Linked DNA regions of Mus musculus: regions 1 and 3 are each linked to region 2. The links are chromatin contacts, called in public HiChIP or PLAC-seq and promoter capture Hi-C maps. All regions are on one chromosome and are shown on one strand. The core of a region is the stretch at or near the end of the contact, and the rest is flanking DNA. Distances in the headings are between cores, read along the strand shown.

Region 1 (4,501 bases), core at 332-2,831, 650 kb before region 2:
CAGCTCTTTCTCCTGCCATAACTTTACCTGTAAAGTGGAGATGAAAATAAAATCTTCTTCATAGGGGTGTTGTGAGGAGTGAGTGAGCTCATTCACAGACAGACCTTGGACTCTCACCTGGTTTGTAAAGAAGGTGTGCAGTAATTGTTAGAACTGTTGAAGAAAGTTGATTAGTCCCAAACTCTTCCTTATCAGAAAATCATCTGGGCCCTTCCTTGTTGTTACTAGGTGGCGCTGGTACCCGGGTGATCTGTTCAGATTGTTACGACAATGCCAACATCTACTCGAGGACCAGAGAGTACTGTCCATATACCTATATTGCTGAGGAGGATGTGTTAGATCAGGCACTCTCCAGCCTCATGGTCCAGATGCCCAAGGAGACGTTTTTGTCACATCCTCCCCAAGATGCTGCTAATCTGGAGAGTCTGATACCATCAGCAGAGAGAGAGCCGGCTGCCTTTCCCACCAACCATGAGAGGATGACTGAGAACCTTCCCTTCTCACAGAGGAGCAGTGGTAATGGGTGCTTTTGTTCTGTTTTGAGCTTTTGGTTTCAATTTCACCTGATCTGCCCTTCTGTTATATCAGTAGCATGGCATGTAACAGGAAACAAATTAGTATACTAGAATAATTGCCATTAACTAGTGTCAACTAGAGGTCTTTACATCTTCTCCCATCTTCATTTAAACAATAGAGGTTTGAAGTGCTAAAAATAGAGCATAAGAAACCCAAGCTGTTTTGTTTGGTTGCTCTACTGTCAAGCGAACACTCTGAGCATATCACCGAGTCGAGCTCTTTCTGGACTGTGATAGGAACTGTTCTCAAGCTGTTCATCAGCTGTCCCGTCCACTCAGAGGACAAACACTGGGGAATGGACAGGGCGAAAGTTACAGGGTCACAGAAGAAGGGAAGTATAGGGCTGTGCCCAGGGGTGGATCTGGCAGCATGAAACTGAGAATGTGCTCTGTAAGAGACCAGTTCTAAAGATTGTTCAAGAGGAATAGGTTAGAAAAGAGCACTGTCACTGAAGGTAGTCGCTCAGCTTTACATTCAGTGTCATGAAGAACTAAGGTACAATACGTCTTGTAACCTGTGGGATGTCTTCATTTTGAGTCTGGTTTTAAGTAAGGAGTCATCGTCACTTAAATGAAAATGCCTTGGTGCATTGTCCATTCTAAGCCTAGGATACTCTAATTAATTCTGCTCAGTGTGTGTAGGGTTTGTTAGCTTGACCTTAGAACTTGTTAGACGTGCAGCTGTGCTCCTACCCTAGACCTAGTGAATCTGAATCCACATATTAAGATCCAAGGATTATTTATATGCTTTGGTTTTTTGTTGTTGTTGACAGTGTCATGCTCAAATTCAACAGTAACCCCTACCTTAGCCTTCCAAGTGCTGAGATATCAGGCAAACGCTAGGATTATGGCCATGTGGCTTGTGGTTTATATTAAATTTTGGGTTTGTTTTATATGTGAGTTTTGTATGGATGCATGTGCTTGCAGGAGCATTCGTGTGCATGCAGACACATGCATGGGGAGACTGAAGGAGGAAGTCTAGCGTCATTCTCTATTGCTTTTCACCCTGTTTGTTGAGACAGAGTCATTTCCTAACCCTGAAGGCTGCTGTCTCAGCTGGACTGACTGGCTAGCAAGCTTCTGAGATTCTCTTGTCAGTGCTCCTCAGTGCTGGAGTTAGTGTCATACATGACTATGCCTGGCTTTATGTGAGTGTTGGGAATTAGAGCTCAGGTCTTCCTGCTTTCACAACAAGCCCTCTTATCTACTGAGCCATATCCTCAGCCCTCACATGCATATTAAATTTTAAGAAATCTTGCCCTAGCTTATATTCTAGGTGAATTATGCTTTCATTTGTGAGATTTTGTTTCCAGAATGTTAGACTAGCTTTTCCTAAAATATAGCTTCCCTACGTGTGTGCACACATGAGCCAGCCTGTATCATCTGCCTCTCTTCTCAATGCTTTGACTACACCTGAACCCAAATTCAATTCCCAGTACCTGGCTCACAACCATTTATAACTAAAGATCTAATGCCCTCTTCTGACCTCTAATAAGCACCAGGCATGTATAGTGCACAGACTGGCAAAACATTCATACAAATAAAATTAAAAAATTTAAAATGTATTTAAAGAAGTAAGAGTTCCATTGAGACAGTGAATATTACCTATGTATTGTAAAACTGTCATTGCAATATGTCTCTTTTAAAATTCCTTTTCCATGAGTCTAGAATTTTGTACTCTTATTTTTATCTTTGTTATGGTTTCTATTGCTGTGATGAGACACCATGACCAAAGCAACTTGGGGGTTTACTCTGCTTATAGTTTCATATAACATCAAAAGCAGTGAGAGCAAGAACTCAGGCAGGGCTGGAAGCTGGAGCCAGGAGCTGCTGCAGAGGCCGTGGAGGATGCTGCTTTCTGGCTTGCTCCTCATGGCTTGCTCAGCTTGCTTTTTTATAGGACCCAGGACCATCTGCCCAGGGATAGCCCATCTACAGTTCTCTGGGCCCCACCCTATTAATCACTAAAGAAAATGCCATACAGACTTGCTTATAGCCCAATCTTTTTTTTTTTTTAACTTTTTATTGGTTCTTTGTAAATTTCACATCCTGCATCCCAGTCCTGCTCTTCTCCCCATCCACTCATATCTGTCCTTTGCCCCTGCAACCTTCCCCTGAAAATAAAACACATCCCCACAAAACAAAAACAAAGCATAGAAAACATTTCATTGTGGAAGCTATAATAAGTATGTCACAGTGTGTCCCACGGTATATCTCTCTGTCCACACATCTTCACTTGCAAATGTTCATTGCAGCAAGTCAGTGGTCTGGTTTGAGATCTCTGTCTTCTGTGACACCATCAATATTCGATCCTCACTGGATCTCTTTCTGGGTATTGCCCTGTATCATGAAGATCCTGCAGCTTTGGCTCTGCAGGTCTGGCCCTTTCACATGCTTCAGTAATTCATAGATGGAGTTGATTTTGGGGTAGGCCAGCTCAAAGCCCTGGATCTGGGCCCAGGGGGTAGCTGAGTTGGTGAGCTTGCCAGCTCTCCTGCACCCACACCCCCAGGGCAAGCTGTCTGGCACTGCTCTAGCTAGGCCACCCAGTGATGCCATCAGCAGGAGGCAGGGTCTGCTCTCCTGTTCTCATGCCCTCAGGGCCAGCTCCACTGTGCTGTCCAGTCAAAGCATGGGCCCATGCTTCCAAAGTGCTGCAGTCTGTGAGGAACGGGGTCAGCTCTTGCACTTTCACACCCTCAAGGCAGGCTCACCTGTGCCAGCTTTCCTGTGCTCCTTGCCTGCTCACTCAAGTGCTGCAGCTGGTGAGAGGCAGTTACAGCCTAATATTATCAAGGCATTTTCTTAATTGAGATCCCTTCCAGTAATTCTAGCCTGTGTCAAGTTGACATAAAACTAGGCAGCACAATTGTTTGCAGAGAAAAGGTGCTAAAATGACAGGTGAAAAAGAACAGCATGACTTCGGAAATTAGCTTGTTAGGGTGGTTGATCATAAAGGCCTGGTAGTTTGTGGTTCTAGTTTTTATCTTGTTTTTAATGTTGGCATTGTGATCTTCGTGTCTTTATCAAGGATGCTGGGCATCTGAATTTCTTTGGAATATTGGATTAAAAGGATACCGGGAGCTGGAGAGATGGCTGAGGAAAGGGTAAAGGGAATTTGTTGCTTTCACAGAGAACCTGAGTTTCATTCCCACCAGCTACATGGCAGCTCACAACCATCTGTAACTCCAGTTCCATGAGATCCAGTGCCCTTTTCTGGCCTCTTCAGGCACCAGACAGACACACAAGCAATGCACAGACATACATGCAAACAAAACACCCACACATTTGGGGGGGAAGCATATCAGGCTTTAGGAAAATAATGTTGAAATTCCAGCTATCACTGATGATATTTCTTGTCTCACTCTCATTCTCAGAAATATTTCAGCGGCCTCTTTGGAACATGAACAGAGAACTGGGCCTACTTCCCTTCTCCCAGCAGCCTGTCCTTGAGTCACCAGAGCTGACAGAGAGGGATCCAAATTGCTCTTCACCTGTGACTTGCCGCAGGTTACATGACCATGCTTTTGATTTTAGTAGGACTCGGATCATTCAAGATGGTACTGAGGGCACATGAAGCCCGTTGAGGAGGAAGTCTGAGCAAAGACTCAAGTTAGTTATTTACTACCTCAGAATTGAGAAGAAAAGTCAGTATTTGTATTTCTCTTTGCTTCAAGTTACATCTGACCACATCAGCGTAGCTCTGGTGTTTGGGCTTACACCTGGCAAAGAGAAGGTAGTGGCTGACAGAAGTGTACCACAGAAATGTGTACCACGTTGAAAGTGCACAGCCCTGGCAGAAGACAACATGGGCAGGTGTCCTTCCTGATCCCCACCGGGATGTGCCCAGGCATGCACTGCCTGTCATGAAGAGTCATTGCTGCTTAGCCTACTGGATTGTTCCAGTCCTCAGAATGGTCCTGAGA
Region 2 (5,125 bases), core at 96-2,595:
CCATGGGACTTTTGTGTCCTACCTACAGTTTTGAGCTACAACTATAGATTAGTTACACGTTCAAACATATATAATAGAAAAAATCCTAACCAAAGTGAGGAGACAAGGCTACTTATTAATAAACTACCACAACAGGCTTTGGTAATTACAGCCTGAGCCAACAACAGTACAACTTTAAGAACAAGAATTGATATTTTGAATTTTTCATACCACCTGACAGTAGACAATGTTTTCAAGGTTGACTAGCAAGCTTGGTAGGGTGCCTGGTGACATTCATAACACAAATACAAGCAGAATAGTAGGTTTAAAGAGGAGAAGAATGATAGTATTATTTTGGTCATATCTTTGATGAACTATCCAAGTCGAAATGTAAAGCAAGCAGAAAGATATACAGGTCTGAATCTAGAAAAAAGGGAGAACTGTTCTACGTTAAGTCATTGAACCAGGAGTCAGCCGCAATTGCTAAAGCCTGTGGTATGAAGGAGACCTCTCAACTGGGCATGGTGTTCCACACGGAAGACTGAGATGACAACCCAGAAATGCAGCCTCAAGGCCAAAAGATAAAACTGCCCTTCTTTAACTTTTTCAGAGTGATCGCAGAGCTCTGAAGAGGATTAAAAGTGGGGCCGGGGGGGGGGGGGGGGAGTTAGAATTCTATGGTAGGTTGGTGATACCTAATAACTCGCTGGATGACATTCCGGTAGCGCAGCCTATCAGCCTGAATATGAGGGTTACACAGAGCCTTCTTCAGTTCCTTCACCACGTCCTCAGAGCCAAGGTATGGCATCGTCGCCAACACTCACGGGACAGTTTCCACAGACCCGTAGGGAACTCGTGGGCTCCTCCTAATTTCGATGTGGGAGCCTGAATAAAGGAGATGTAGTCAGTGAAAACACTAACGGCGAGATGTCACTTTGCTGTGCCTGCCCCCCAGGGCGGAACACATTCTTGGGTCCTCGGGCGAGCCCCGACCCTTCAGGAGCCGCCCGGAGACCCACAGGCCGTTGGCTCTGCCCAGCAGATCTCAACTCTCTCTAGGCCCAGTTACGAATTCTACACTAGCAAAAGGCCAAAGACCTAGCACAGCCTCCTCCCTGGGAATCTAGTCCCAGTGGCCGAGGACACCCCAGACAGCTTCCTGCGGAAATCCCGCCCCGTCGCCCTGAGACACAAGGAGCAGCTTTCCGGGTCGCGCCGAGCGCCGAGCGCAGGTCCGGGGGGGGGGGGGGGGGGGCACCGACCTCCGGACGCCCTTCCCCCACCCATTCTCCCCCTCGGCGCAGGCGCGCAGCTCACTGTGTGAGCGCCGCGGCCGGCGATCGGAAATCAACTACTAGGGTCTGTCTCCCCGCCGCCGCGCGAGCTTTGACAATGTGGGGACTGGGCCCGAGCTCCAGCGCGCGGTTGTGAGTGATGCTCTCCCGACTTCTTCCGCGTTGGGCGCTTTCATCCTGATCGTCCCGAGCGCGGCCACCTTCTTTTTTCTCACTCTGTCTACTAATTCCGTTTCTGGGATGGTTTTCCTTTAGGGCTTCTGGACTTGTTCCAGAGTCCACTTGTCATTGGGACGCTGTCGTGGAAACCTCACTCAGGAGTGCGGTTCCCGCGAAGACCCCACTGGGTGACACCTCAACTCTGCCACCATGAACGGGGTCGTAATCCCCCAAACGCCCATTGCTGTGGACTTTTGGAGCCTGCGCCGTGCCGGTTCGGCGCGGCTCTTCTTCTTAACCCACATGCACTGTGACCACACGGTGGGTTTGTCTAGCACTTGGGCCCGGCCCCTCTACTGCTCTCCCATCACTGCTTGCCTCTTGCATCGTCGCCTGCAGGTATTGGGGCTGGGATTTGATCGCTGAGACCTAGTCCAGGAATCTGGGTGGGGACTTCTGATCTGTCACAGTTTGGGGGATTACCGAGTGGGAGACATAAGGACTGAATTTTTACAAATGTGGGAATTGATCCCGGAATGAGACTGGCTTCTAGTTAACTACCTGGAGGTTTTTAGTCAAGGAAATGATTCCTATCTTTTCAAAAACCAGTGCTTTCCTAATTTGCATTTAAGAATCTACCAGACTGTTCAGTGATAGAACACTTGTTTAGTGTGTGCAAGAACCCTAAGTTAGATCCCCAACACTCATTGCCCGCCCCCAATAATTCATCTAATGTGCTAGATAAAAACACATATTGTCTAACATCTCCTCATCTTGTCTGTGTCAGTAGAAGTGGCTGGTGTGAGACTGGAACTTTTTTTGACAGTTGTTTCCCACCCATGGCTGGGATTATCATGATAGGAGAAAGTGTGAGAATCTTTATTTAGACTGTTTTCAGATTCTGAGTTTAAATCTGTACAAAGGGTGGGAGACAGAAGAGGAAGGAGAGATTTCTTGGGAATCCTTATAACAGCTTACATGAGAGTGGTTCAGAACTCGGTCAGCTTTCCTTGATGAAAGAGAAGTCTATGGTTACTCGGGTGACCAACTGTTTTCCTCAGGTGTCTAAGCACTGGATCCGGGCCCTGGAGGTTGGCGAGAGTCATGTATTACCTCTAGATGAAATTGGGCAAGAAACCATGACTGTAACGCTCATAGATGCCAATCACTGCCCTGGTTCTGTCATGTTTCTCTTTGAAGGATACTTTGGAACAATTCTATACACAGGTGAGCCTCCCAAGGCATTCCTCACACTTTATAGCTACCTTTACCCAGAAAGATAGCTTTATCCCATACAGGCACAGGGACCCTTTCCAACTGATTTCCTACTTGACCATCCATCCTTTACTTTGTTAAATAAAATCACAAGAGCAAGAAAACAAGAAAGGCATGTTGGTGCTCGCCTTTGATCCCAGCACTTGGAAGGCAGAGGCTGGCTGATCTCTATGAGTTCAAGGCCAGCCTGGTCTACTTAGTGAGTTCTAGGACACCCAGCCTATGTAGACAAACCCTGTCTCATAAGAAAAACATCAATCAAACAGAAAATCTCCAAGAGTGGGAAAGAGACATTTTCACAAAGAAACTAGACTGTACAGTTCAGTGCCAGGACAGTTTTTGCATAAACTCGTAACCAATCTCCATCTGCTACTGAAGGTAGAAGAGGCTTGTCTTCTAGCCTTTGTTTTTTGCCCACTTCTTATACCCCACATATTATTCTTCCAGGTGATTTTCGATATACACCATCCATGCTGAAGGAACCTGCTCTGATACTGGGGAAACAGATTCATACTTTGTATCTAGACAACACTAATTGCAATCCAGCCCTGGTTCTTCCTTCCCGACAAGAGGCTACTCAGCAGATTGTCCAGCTAATCCGACAGTTCCCACAACACAACATAAAAATTGGTGAGCGGTTTCCCTTTTTCTTCCATTCATGCTTAGTGAATCAAAATTCTTTGAAGGTCCTCATTGTTTTCCAAATCTTTGTGCCTTGCTCACCTTTCTTGTAAAACTACTATGGTTATCTTATTTAAAATTGAACCTCCCAGCTGACTTGGTGGCTCACACCTTCTATCCCAGCACTCAGGAGGCAGAAGTAGCCTGGTCTACATAGTGAGTTCCAAAGCAGCCACAGCTCTGTAGAAAGACTCTTATCTCCAAAGGGGAAAAAATGTGAACTTGCCCACCATCCTCACTCTTAAATTCTCATCTCTTCTCCCCAGCTTTGTCGTTAATTAAATCCATCACCTCCCAGTGTATTCTGTACATTTTAAATATGCCTCTGCTGCTATATCCCGCAACACACAAATGTAAACTCCTAAACAAACTCCAAAAGAAACCCTCAAGGATTGGGCAGTGGTGGCACACGCCTTTAATCCCAGCACTAGGGAGGCAGAGGAAGGCGGATTTCTGAGTTTGAGGCCAGCCTGTTCTATAGAGTGAGTTCCAGGACAGCCAAGGCTACACAGAAACCCTGTCTTGAAAAGCAAAATAAAACAAAACAAACAATAAAAAGAAATTTTTAAGAGGACTGGAGGGATGGCTCAGTGGCTAAGAGCACAGGCTTCTCTTCAATAGGACCCGGGTTCAATTCCCAGCACCCACATGGTGGCTCACAACCATCTGTAACTCCAGTTCCAGGGGATCTGAGGGCCCCTGGATACATGTGGTACACATATGCACTCAGGACCACACACATACATATAAAATAAATAAACATTTTTAAGAAGAAGTAGGAGGACGCTTTGTCAGAGAAGTAGCAGCCAGTGCGACAGATACACAGAATGCAGGGAGGCTGAAAAGGCAGAGGAGTTGGAGTGGAACTGAGCAATCTTAAACTTGACTGCAATCTCAATAAAGAGCTGCTGAGTGGTTTTAACTGGAAGAGGAACAGTATTCCACTTAATTGTCTCCTAATATAGATTTCACAGTTTCCATATTTATTCCTTTTAATTTTTACTGTTTTTCTGCTAGAATGTAGGTTCTACTATAATGAGGCTCTATATTTCTTAGGGTGCTATCTCAGGCGCCTATACAATGCCTGGAAAAGAGGGAGTCAATAAATATTTGCTAAGTGAATTTATGATTGCTGTGCTTTAAATAGGTGCATTAGAAGACCAGCTGTTTGCTTGTTCAAGTGACTCCACAGCAGTATACAATATTTTGGGGACTCTTTTGAAGTTGCTTTTTAAGAGATAGTTTATGAAAATCAGCTTTTCTTATTAAAAAAAAAACAGATTTTGTTCTAAATAATTTCTTTGCTTGTTCCTAAAATTAAAGGTCCTTAAAAGAGGAAAATGACTATCTTAAAGTATATGTCCTAACTCTGAAAGGAGTTTCAAATTTGACCTTAAATAAAAATAATGAAAAAACTATACACCTACCAGGGTAACTACCAAACTGATTGAGAAATATTCCCTACCCTCAGGATTACTCAACTCTTCATGAAGAAATACTATGGCTGACTATTCTTGAAGTTTAACATGCAGAATTTTCTCAAGAACAGCACAGCTGGTTAGGAGACGGCCTGTAGTAGGGCTTGATTAATTTTGCAAATATATAATTAGCCCTGTAATGTAGCACTTACCTAGTAGGCAATGGGGATATAAATCTAAATAAAATATGGTGTCTGACTTTGAGGGCTTCTTGTCGTTTTAAGGTAGGACCCAGAGAAGGAAAAAGATGTACAGAAA
Region 3 (4,674 bases), core at 2,143-4,642, 810 kb after region 2:
GCTATTTCTTGATCAAGTTTAGATTTTATGTATTTGACTTTCTATTACTGCGAGAAGTCAGCTCACACATGACCTGTTCCTCCTCCCCTCTGCTTTTCAAGTATATTCATATACTTAATAGATATAGCAACCGAGCTCTGTCCCCAGCCCCACAGTTGACATTTCCCCTGATTGCTGCTGACTACATTCATTTATTTTCCTGAAAAGGAAATAAATAAAGGAGAAATTGAAATTTTAAGTCACTAGGACACAAAGAACATTAACACTGCCAACCAAGGCAACCCAGGAGGCCGAGGCTGAGGCAGGGCAGTTTTGAGCTCTTAGCCAGTCCAGGCCCCATTCTGAGATGAACCCCTTCCTTCCTTCCTCTCTTCTTCTTTGAGACATTTTTGTAAAAAGGGGGAACATTATTATACTGCAGTGAGGACAGTGGTGATACATCCCAAGAGCCTCTAAAACTCACAACCAGTGAACTTAACAAAATAAATAAAAGAAAAAGAGGTGACCTTCTGGCAGTGAGAGCCTTACCTCCAGCTGAGCTAGTCTCTCCTGAACCTTACAGAATTGGTTATCGTCCACCTGAACAGCTCTCCGCATCACTGCTCCCATTTCACAGATTCTATCGATCTGACTTTCAATCTCCTGTGAAAATAAGATGAAGAAAAGGTTCCTAGTGATGAAGACCATGGAACGCATGTACAGGAGAATTTTATGTCTATTAAAACCTTGAGAAGTAAGAGTAAGTGGGAAGTGGCTCCCTTTGTACACACTACAGAAGTTACATTGCAATCATACTATATTTCGAGCTATAATAATATCAATCTATCAATCTGTGGCATTTCAAATAATTTCCAATTTTCAAAAGAATGTTTGATATCCAGGGACCAGGTGTGGTGGCATACACGTGTAATCCTAGCCCTTGGGAGGCCTAGGGAGGAGGGTTAGGAGTTAAGAGGCCAGCCTGGGCTAAATGAGACCTAGCTGCAAAAAACAAAACAAAACCCTAAACAAACAAAACACCCACCCAACCAACCAAAAGTAATATAACAGACAACTCAAATATTTAGATATTTAAAACATTCAAATATTTTAAACATTCCATTGCCTAAAACTCCTAACGATAGAAGATGAAACGTGGTGCATCTTTCACTGTAGTAAATAGTTGCTTCCAATTAATTACTACAGTAAAAGCTAAAATAGGGCAAGGAAACACCCTACAAACTGCAAGGTAATTGCTGGCTCCTCCAAGTTAAACAGTGAAGGATCAAAGAGGAGGAACTGCTATAAAACAAAGGAACAAGACCAGCCCTCCCCCCATAACACAGTCTGAGTCATTTGATGAAGTTAGTGACTGCTTGCTATGTGGAAGCGAGGGATAAAATCCGACTCATGCCCTTGGAACTATAAAACTTATGGCTCGATAGAATGTACAACAATCAGCTAAGCAGTCACTGAATGCCTTCAACACTAGCTGGTATCACACTTGCTATGTAGCCCAGGATGGCCTACTCTCAATCTTTCTGTGTCAAGCTGAAAAGAAATCCCTGGTGAGGGAGGTAACTTGACCACTAAAGGATGGAAGAGGCCCTTATCCCCTTCCTTTATTCATGTCTTCACAAAGCCACAGCCAAATTCAGAGTGATTATGAAAATATGCAGAAAGAGGAACACTGTTTTCTGCAAACAAAGGAACGACCCCACGATTTCAGTTCAGTTTATTTACAATTTATTTATCAGTGTTTCTTACTGCAGAGTGAGACTGGTGAGCTTTCAGAACTGGTTCGGCATCCACGGCTTTCTTAGCGACCATTAACTGTAACATCTGTTTCCGGTACTTGCTCATGATCAGTTCCAACGCATCCTGGTGCTCCTCCAAGGAAACCCACAGTTCTAACAACAAAAGCAAACATCTGGACAATGACGTCTAAGACTGGTCTCAAGGCAAACCTCCTAACAGCTGGAGCTCTCAGACACTCCACGGGACACTGGGAATCCAAAGTTGGAAATCAGTATTCAAGCCCACAGACGTGAACAGTGTACCTGAAAACCAACTCTCTAGGCAGTAGAGTCTTGTGCAAATAAAATGGGACGTGTAATCACGAGGCACGGATTTGAATTCAGTTTTCTAATTGACTTCTCAGAAGCAAAAATGAGCTCATTAAAATTAAAAAAAAAAAACTACATTTTGTTGATTTGTGTGAACCACGGCACATGTCGGGTCAGAGAAGAACCCCCAGGAGTCAGTTCTCTCCTTAAACCACGTAGGCCCTTGGAATGGCCTCAGATCCTCCAGCTTGGCAGTTCAGGCCTTCTGGCTGGTTCCAACTGGTGTCTGTGAACCTGTTTCTTAGCTGCATTGTGTAAATACTTGGTCAGGGGCATAGAGTGGAATGGCAGATGTAAAAGGGCTCCATCAGACAACTACCATCCTGCTGTCATCAACAACCCTAAGACTATGTATTTGGGGGACGAAGTTCTAGCCTTCCATCTTGCACAGGAACATTAAAGAAACGTCGATCTTAACTTTAGTGTTCACTCTAATATCGAAATGTTACATTTGGAGACTATGAACTTTAGTTATAGAAGCCTCCATTTGGTATGTGGTCACTCCCCAGCCATCTAACAATTCAACTCTGCTAAACTACTGAATACATCTTTCAAGGTCATCAACCAGGAAGACTTTTAAAAGAGCAATCTAACAGATTTTACTGTTACCAGTTGACCCTTGAAGCACTGATCTAAATATATGTATGCGATGTGCACGCTTGTGAACTGTTCAGGCACTTGTGTAAGAATGTCCAAAGTAGTATTACCAGAAAAAAAAAATCCTAGACACACACACACACACACACACACACACGCCTGACTAACCTCTGTTTTCCTGCTGTAAGTCTCTAATCTGGGTATTCTCTTGAGACAGCAGAATGTGAGGTTTATATTTAGACATGTCCTTCACGTCGGATGCATCCTCTTGATACTGGACAGAAAGACAGACTAAGGCACTGTAAACATGGGCAGGTGCTGCGGAGGAGGCAGCAGTCCCACCCACGACACAGGAAGCTCACACATCCGCCCTGCCCTCCAGACCAAGATAAATCAGGCCGCGCGACCCCACCCACCCGCCCGCAGCGTCCACCCCTGGGCGCGGCTCGGCCCCCGGCCGACCTGCTCGGGTAACACGGCGCCCGCCTCCCGCATCGCCGCCACCCGCCGGTGCAGCGCAGCCGACTGGTCCACCAGCGACTCGGCCGCCGCATCGTGCTCGCGCAGCCGCTCCAGCAGCGTCTTGGCGTCCGTCAAGATCTTCTCGATCGTGCAGCTCATAGTGGCCGAGGAGGCGCGCCGGGCCCGCTAGCCTAGGCGCTTCGCTCAGACCTTACCCGGCCCTGGCTCAGCGCGAATCGCGTCACTTCCGGGTGCACTTTAAAGGCGTGGTGGCATCTCGGTCGGCGCCTGCGCAGAGGTGGACTCTTGGTTACCCTCAGGCTTCGCCACAGCCTTAGCCTTTCTAGGGTGGAGCAGCAGAGGTCGGATTGGTGCCACATCCTGGTTTTTCACGAAGTTATTTCTGTTCCGGTCTTAGTTCAACTTTTCTTCTGGTTTTGATTGATGTAGTTTGTTATTTAGTAATGGGATTGTAACAAACTGATGAAACAGATACTCACCCCCAATAAGTGGTAAAATACACCGGAACCTCTCCTTTCCTCCCTCCCTCCTTCCATTTCTTCTCTTCTTTCTCCTCACCTCCCCCTTTTCCTTTTTTCCTTCCCTCCCTTCTTCCTTTAAACGGTGAGCAGTGTCTGGGAATGACATCTGAGGTTGTCCTTTGACTTCCACAACTGCACTTGTGTATGCAATCAGTTAGATGCACACGCGTGTGCACATACACAAAGGAAAATCTTTCCTTAGTGCAATGTTGGAAGCCTTTTGATTTGGGAGCTATTCTGCTATTCTACAGCACTATGGCTGACTGTGTTTAACGAGTACGGTGGCTGACAGGGAATTCTTTCCTAAAATATTTTTGTCCAAAAGAGTCTAGGACAGTAGAATAGTAGTAATGCTGTGTTTTAAAGAATCATTTTCCCTGTCCTACAGTCTCTTTTATCTTGAGTTCAGATGTAAAGTTTAGAAACACGTGATGTTTGGTGTACTTTTGTGATTTGGGGAAATGCCTATTGTAAAAATTTTACACTTACAAAACTGTGTTAAGAGGTTGCCTCTGGGAAGATGAAATAATTTTCATTCGGAAGGAAAACAACTTTGGGAAAACAGAATAATAGCCTCGAATAAGTTTACAACAAAGACCAGGATATATTTGCAAACGTTTTGTGAGGAGCGTTTCCCAGGACTCTTAGAAATACTTGAGGAGTACACAACCCCCTTGAAGTCACACAGGATGAGGGCTCAGATTATGTGAGCTGGACATTAAGGGGTAAAGATCCCCTCAGTTCTGGAGAAATTGGGGGACACTTGAAGGTTGTACTGGTAGCCCAAATAAACTTACCTAAGGCATGTGGGCATAGGTTAGGACATTAGGAAGGGCTGAAGTGGGGACAAGTTTTCGGTTGCCAGCAGTATAAGTCTCAGGTGAGAAGGGAGGGGCCTCTCCTGATGCTCCCAGCCACCGTGCATGAGAATACCCAACTGTGAACAGGCTAGTTTATTTGTTTCTAAC

Evidence for each region. HiChIP or PLAC-seq counts read pairs in DNA pulled down with a chosen protein or histone mark. Capture Hi-C pulls out chosen DNA fragments and counts their contacts.
Region 1: an H3K27ac HiChIP or PLAC-seq map of microglia shows a contact between it and region 2, with 4 times the contacts expected there. The contact joins the enhancer-like site here to the promoter of Dclre1b in region 2. A contact is called at or near these places in 7 of 39 promoter capture datasets (the 3T3-L1 cell line, the C10 cell line, the SN4741 cell line and 4 more), 11 of 115 datasets of contacts at active chromatin or transcription factors (bone marrow-derived macrophages, effector CD8 T cells, embryonic forebrain and 7 more) and 3 of 9 other capture datasets (liver, macrophages and pancreatic islet).
Region 3: a promoter capture Hi-C map of adipose tissue shows a contact between it and region 2. The contact joins the promoter of Sike1 here to the promoter of Dclre1b in region 2. A contact is called at or near these places in 2 of 115 datasets of contacts at active chromatin or transcription factors (memory CD8 T cells and pancreatic cancer cells) and 1 of 9 other capture datasets (adipose tissue).

What each region holds. Positions count from the first base shown.
Region 1 is chr3:104,457,416-104,461,916 of GRCm38.p6, reverse strand. It overlaps Lrig2 (leucine-rich repeats and immunoglobulin-like domains 2), which reads left to right. Exons shown (of 18, transcript NM_001025067.2): 17 at 229-516; 18 at 3,953-4,501. The coding sequence ends at 4,152. Among named protein-coding and RNA genes, the nearest start is that of Gm38412, 51 kb to the right of the region's middle. Within about 2 kb of position 1,581, at least 17 of the 459 cell types and tissues checked have an H3K27ac peak or open chromatin away from gene starts, as enhancers often do. A contact at or near this core is called in bone marrow-derived macrophages and microglia, where this site is marked.
Region 2 is chr3:103,805,607-103,810,731 of GRCm38.p6, reverse strand. Dclre1b (DNA cross-link repair 1B) reads left to right here and starts at 1,345. Exons shown (of 4, transcript NM_133865.2): 1 at 1,345-1,832; 2 at 2,495-2,660; 3 at 3,156-3,338. The coding sequence starts at 1,644. Ap4b1 (adaptor-related protein complex AP-4, beta 1) reads right to left here and starts at 1,215. Exons shown (of 10, transcript NM_026193.2): 1 at 675-1,215. The coding sequence starts at 787. It overlaps Gm15471 (predicted gene 15471), which reads right to left. Exons shown (of 5, transcript NR_040412.1): 5 at 2,292-2,518.
Region 3 is chr3:102,994,458-102,999,131 of GRCm38.p6, reverse strand. Sike1 (suppressor of IKBKE 1) reads right to left here and starts at 3,392. Exons shown (of 5, transcript NM_025679.3): 1 at 3,165-3,392; 2 at 2,871-2,976; 3 at 1,747-1,889; 4 at 529-642. The coding sequence starts at 3,323.